Linked DNA regions of Gossypium arboreum: region 1 is linked to region 2. Evidence: chromatin contacts called from public Hi-C data. All regions are on one chromosome and are shown on one strand. Each heading gives the region's core, a stretch centred on a gene start, on an enhancer-like site or on the middle of the called end of the contact. The rest is flanking DNA. Distances are from core to core; before and after follow the strand shown. Region 1 holds the start of LOC108450647 (acyl-coenzyme A thioesterase 2, chloroplastic-like). Region 2 has its middle 19 kb from the start of LOC128295384.

Region 1 (3,085 bases), core at 126-2,625, 37 kb before region 2:
AGTAAATATTGCAGGAAGCCTCAAGGAGAAATGAAAGAGGTTATATGTAAATAACCCTTACATAAATAACCTGCAAATAAGGCTTTAATTCTCGTCAATCGATATACGAGTTATGAAAAGGAATCTGTAAGGAATGTAGCATGATCAATAGAGTATATGAGAAGTGAAAACTAAAAATAGGTACACAAGTTCATGCTTTATCTTGGATTTTCATTAGCACTAAGATTAATTACATAGGACTCTGAGTTCCAATAGTTCTGCAACTATATATGTCTGAAGAATTAGCAAATGTGAAGAAACAACTGACATGGAATTTATGCATTCTTGATAGCTAATACTAAAGTAATGTCTCAACAGATTTGTACTAAAAACATATCTGCAAATACTCAAAGTCATATTTCATCTTAAATGCAAAATTACAGTGAGTTAATCATAAGTTTAAGATTAAAGCACCTTCCGTGGACTGAATGACTTCTAGTTGAATCTCAATTGATGACCTCCCAACCCATATGACAGAACCAACTATTTTGAGATCAATGTCAACACTAATAGGCTTCTTCAAAACAATCTTGTCAACAGAAGCTGTTACCAGTAAAAGAGGCCTTGTTGTGCTATCATCATCTGAACAATGCTAATTCACAAACAAACCACACAACTTCAGCCATTCAAAAGACAAAAAGATTGCTAATTTATAATCCCCAAACTGCAAAAAAGAAAAAAAAAAAGGTACCTTGACAGAGATAGTCCCAGCTAAAGCATCAAGGTCTTCAAGCAACTTCCCAATTCTAACTTCATTCCAGGGATCCCTGTACTGTTCTCTCAAAATGTAGTCTGATGATAAATTATAAAGGATGCTGGTCCTGCTTTGAGAAGGGGTTTTGGTGAGCAACTCGCTCTGAGGGGGGGCATCTTTTGGTGGGTCAAGGAGTCTCTCAAAGATCTGGGACTTGGCTTCCCATAAAGCATTGGTTACTGGTGAATGGTACATTCCTGGCCATAGGCTGATGGGCTTCCGGGTTGAGGTGGAGTCTGAGCCATTGACAGCGGCAGAAGTGTCAAAGGGAGATGCAAAAGTTGAAACCACGGGGATGGTGGTAGGAGATGAGCAATTAAACTCCATGGATATGTGATTTTCAAGGTGATCCTTGCAAATGGGTGGGCGAATATTGGGATTTCAGGTTTTGGGTTTGTTTTTGTTTGTGAAATTTGCTTCTTTAGGGGCCAATTTCCTCTCAGCAATCAGTCAAACCTTTAAACATCTGGTTGTAAGCATTTTACTATAATTTATGAGTTTTTTTAATTATAGTAAAATGAAAATTATACTCCATAAGAATTCATCACGTAATAAACATGAGGTTATATTATAATATTGTTTTAAATATTTATCATGTTTGATTTTTTTGTTTATGTTTGTAATTTATTTGCATAATTTACTATTATAATTAATTAAATAATTAAAAGAAATAAAAGCTCCACATGGATCACCTCTGCCCCAGCCCCTACCCTGCTTTATTTATTTGTTTTTTAATTATGGACAGTTGTGAGGAGTAAAGAGAGCTTTAACCTCTTTTTTTTAGTGTTTATATGTAAAAAAAAAAACTTTAAAAAGTATTTAAAAGATCAATTAAGTTGCAAGCATAGTACTAATAAAGTTCCATTTCCGAAATTATTTACGGAAATGAATCATTCAAAAAAATAATGATGGGTATGGATCGAAAATACTAAAATAAATTGATGTGGACGTATTTTCAGGGGATAACACAGAAAAGCGTATTATCGAGGATGCGTTTTTGCTGATGTAAAGCAAAAGTGCACTGACGTGGACGTGCTTTAGTAAAAAGAGCTGGCAGGACGGTTTTTCCCGGTGCTTGATTAGGGTTTTTGAGTTATTTACAAATTAGGGCTTAGGTTTAAGATTTTTGGGTTTGTTTAAGGTTTAAGAAAAAAAAATTAAAGTTTAGTTTAGGGTCTATAGTTTATGGTTAAATTTTTTAATTGCTAAGTATTGTTCTAGAAAAAATAAATTTGACAAGATAGGATTAGAGGTGTGCATGGGCCGAGCCACCCGGCCCGACCGAAATGTGGGAAGGTTTGGGTAAAAATATAGGCCCGAAAAATAGGTTTGGGCAAAAAAATAAGGCCCGTTTAAAAAACGGGTCGGGCCTTGGGTAAGGCATTTTTGGCCGGGCTCGGCCCGAATTCACTACATGACAAATTTTTTTAATATTATTTTCTCCCTATTTTGCTACTATTTTACTATTATATTGCTACTATTTTGTTGTTATTGTCTAGATATTATATAAAACTTATTTTATTGTTAATTTTTTATTATTGTAAAGACATTTGTTAATTTTGTTATTATTTTAGAAACATTTGCTTGTTAAGTTGCATCTATTTTAGTGTTATTTAAGTATACATATTTTTCAAAATTTATTTTTAATTTGTTGAGAAATATTTATTTGATGTTTTTAGTATTTTTGATGGTTTATATATTTTTTAAAATTATATAAAAAATAATATAAAAATTAATATGGGCGGGCCTGGTCGAGCTCGGGTTTTAACATTTTTATTCGGGTCAAGCTTGGGCAAAATTTTAAGCCTATTTTTTGGGCTGGGCCAGGCCCGGGCCTAGCAAATGGGCCTAAACTTTTAGTTGGGCCTGGCCCGCCCTGCCCATGCACACCTCTAGATAGGATATGAAAAAATAAATTTGATGTGATATGTTTTGAAAAAATTATTTTGATGAGATGGATATTGTTTTTTTTTAAAAAACACAGATGGATATTGTTTTTTTTTTAAAAAAAACACTCTAAGTAGGATGCACAGTCAATAATAGTACAAAAAAAGCTTTCAAGTGGACTTTTTTTTGTACTGATGATTCTGAAAAAATAATTTTGAGAAAATGGTTCTAAAAAAATATCTCGGGATTCCCGAGAAATATGATAGTTGGGGTTGAAAAACGCTCCAAGCAGGATGCACTGTCAGCAAAAGTACTGAAAAAGCTCCCAGCTAGATGCCCTTTTCAATAGTGCTGGTGACAATGCATCCCACTATCTCTTAGGCTATATATAATCCAAATTTCATT
Region 2 (3,084 bases), core at 2-2,501:
TTATTTTGGGTAAACTACATTTAATATCACTTAATCATTAGTATGTTTATATTTAGGCCACTCAACTTCAAAAAGTTACAAAATGATCACTAAATTATTCAAAGCTTTTCACTTAAGTGACCGAACTATTTAAAAGTTTTTATTTAAGTCACTAATCTATTAAGTTTTTTTGAAAAATAGTCTGGCTGGCGGACTCCAAGCAATAGTTCGATGATCAGTACAGTGAATCGGTACCTATCGATGAGTAGAAGAACATATCTTAGATCCAAGTCGATCTGACAGTTAGTGTTAAAGATCAAAGAAGAAAGTTGTTTGGATTTTAGTTTGTAAATTTGTGATGTTGAAAGTTGTTTCATAAAAAAAATGAATTATAGAAAAGAAGGAGAATGAGAGCTTTTGATTGGTGCAGGTGATACAAACATAGAAGGCCATATATTAATGATTTTGACAATTCAATGACTTAAATAAAAATTTTAGAATAGTTTAGTGATCATTTTATAAATTTTTGAAGTTGAATGATCAAAATATAAACTTACTAATAGTTTAGTGACTTTGAGTATAATTTACCTTTTTATTTTTCAAAATATATTTTCTTTAATCCATTATATCAATAGTTATACGTCCATCTTGTTTATATACACGGGCTTATAGATATATGATATATATTGGGCTTATACAATATTCTGGGCTTATATATATTATAAATTTAAGTTAATTACTTGTTTTTGAATGGAAGTAATAGATAACCAAACTTTCACAAAACTTTAGCCCTATTTTTTATCTAATTAATTTCAGTGACAAACTGATTAATCAAACTAATTTAATTTGGTTGATTAATTTAGTTTTAACTGAATCATGCACATCCTTAATCACCATAGTCCATTCTCTAGAAGCGGGACTTTGTTGTTAAATGCAAAGGTTTCTGAATTTATCCAAGAAGACAAAGCTAAATACAATCAGAATTTGTGTTTTTAAAATTAAATCAGATCGATTGGTTGAATAAAAAATTGATAGGTTCATTAATCTAGAACAAGATAAATATTTCATTAACTTGTGATAGGATATGAATTGATTGAATCAAATTTTATAAGTTTATAACATTTTTTTAAATTGGATGAGAGGAAACTTTGGGCCGAGTCTCTAAAAGAGGAGCTAAATGGAATCATGAAGGTGGCTATAGCCATTACTAGATTGGATGATAGGGTGGTTTGGATTGGACTCATTTTCCAAGTGGAGTCTAAATTGGCTCATAACTTGCTGGGATTGGTTTTGAGCCGCATAGAGTTATGGGATTGGACTCAATTGCCCGGTACAGCACTATATTTCATTGGCGCACTTGATGAAATTTGGGAAGTAAAAAAGGATACATTTTTATTATTATCAAAGTTAACTACCATAAGATTAGTAGATATTTTGTATTAGAAAATTTCCTTTAAAGGATATTTTTTTATATTAGGTGATTTAGTTAATTTAAGATTATTTTGTATTATTTTTATAGAAGAGAATTCAAGATAAATCTTATTGAGGTAATTTTCAGTAATTTTTTATTGTTTAATAATATTTTCGACATTATCTTAGTTATGAGTAGCTAGCTTTATTTTATTTTCTAACCAAGGGTAAATTGAAACTAGGTTTTATTAGAACTGTGAGATTTAAAGTGTTTCATTGATATTTGATCATTTTATGTTTTATGAAAATGATAGGACCTTATTTTATTATTGTTTTTAATATCATTTTAAGAAGGATCTCTTGTTTTTTTTTAAGATAATAAATAAATAAATAGTATATTTAGATCCACAATTATCTCTTTATTTTAATAAATAGAACAAATTAATATTCAATTAAGAGAACAGTTAAATTATATTGTAAGAATAAATGATCTAATTTAAATGAATTGTACATTAAATTTTATTAATTAGAGTCAAGTCTTTATCCATAAGGGTAGTGGTGAATTAAATTTTAGGAGCAGTCACTTAGAGTTATTCGACTGACAAGAGTTAATGGTGGAGCTATTTTTGTAATTAATTTACAAATTAAGAAAAGATTGGTGGTTTGAATCCGTCCTATCATCGCTCTAACCATCTTATTTTTGAGTAAAGAAACATTTAGAATTTGTAATCAATTTTGATACCAAAGCTGACATCATACCTGAGGCTAGAAATCTTAATGTATTGATTTATTCTTTATTATTTCGGATTACTGTTAATTACATTTAATTTTCCCTTTTATTTATATTTATTTTATTATTTTTACAAGATCTAAAACCATTCTTTTATTGTAGATTTTTTTCAAGTTGTGGGCACCACTTAACCCTAATCACAACATATTTGAATTTTATTTATCTATTCTATGTATGAATTTATTCTATTTTTAAGCATAGGGATTTGAAATTGATAGATTCAAAAGGTTTAAACATGTTGTAATCTTTTAAAATTTAAAGTTTAGTTTCTATAATTTAATTTTGAAACATTGAGTCTTTTTACTTTTTATTTAAAATCTTGATTCTTTCATCCCATTTTATAGATATGAAGGAGCTAAATTAACTTTTTTAGCCTTATTGATAGTAAGAATCAACAAGGAGAAGAAGGAAATGTGACAGTTCACTCTGGTAGGGCAGAAAGCTGTTGTACCTTGGTGGCTAGAATGGTGGTGAGAATGGCTAGGAGGAAGAAGGAAAAATGAGATGGTTATGGTCCTTTTTTTTGTATTCTCTGTATGTGTGAGGGTTTATATACATGAAAAGGAGGGCGCGCCATGTATTGAGTTCTCAATGGAGGGAAAGTCATATCTTGTCTTTTTGCAGAGAAGACGACGTGATCTTATTGGTCAATGATGTGACATATTAGAATGACTTAGCAATCAATGGGCGCAATGTTCTATGCATTCATAACAATGATAGTCTAGGTTCATTAGACATGGGTCTAATCGAGGTAATTCGATGTTGGAGGTCCACTCAGTGTGAGGTTCGTACAATGGTGACACATGTAGTTGCCAGCGGAGGTGGTATAACAGGTCCTCAACAATCACAATTTTTGTCAACTTAGTCCTTACTTTTAAAAGTATATAAAAACAAAATGTTTTTTT

The links. Hi-C and Micro-C count contacts between places; a contact is called where the count stands out from the background.
Region 1: a contact with region 2 is called in a Hi-C map of leaf, with 2.7 times the contacts expected there. The contact joins the promoter of LOC108450647 here to the enhancer-like site in region 2. A contact is called at or near these places in 2 of 5 Hi-C or Micro-C datasets (both in leaf).

The regions. Positions count from the first base shown.
Region 1 is chr7:6,294,925-6,298,009 of ASM2569848v2, reverse strand. It overlaps LOC108450647 (acyl-coenzyme A thioesterase 2, chloroplastic-like), which reads right to left and starts at 1,375. Exons shown (of 5, transcript XM_017748368.2): 1 at 731-1,375; 2 at 454-631. The coding sequence starts at 1,120.
Region 2 is chr7:6,257,323-6,260,406 of ASM2569848v2, reverse strand. No RefSeq gene overlaps it. Among protein-coding and RNA genes, the nearest start is that of LOC128295384, 19 kb to the right of the region's middle. Within about 2 kb of position 1,251, at least 1 of the 2 cell types and tissues checked has an H3K27ac peak or open chromatin away from gene starts, as enhancers often do. A contact at or near this core is called in leaf, where this site is marked.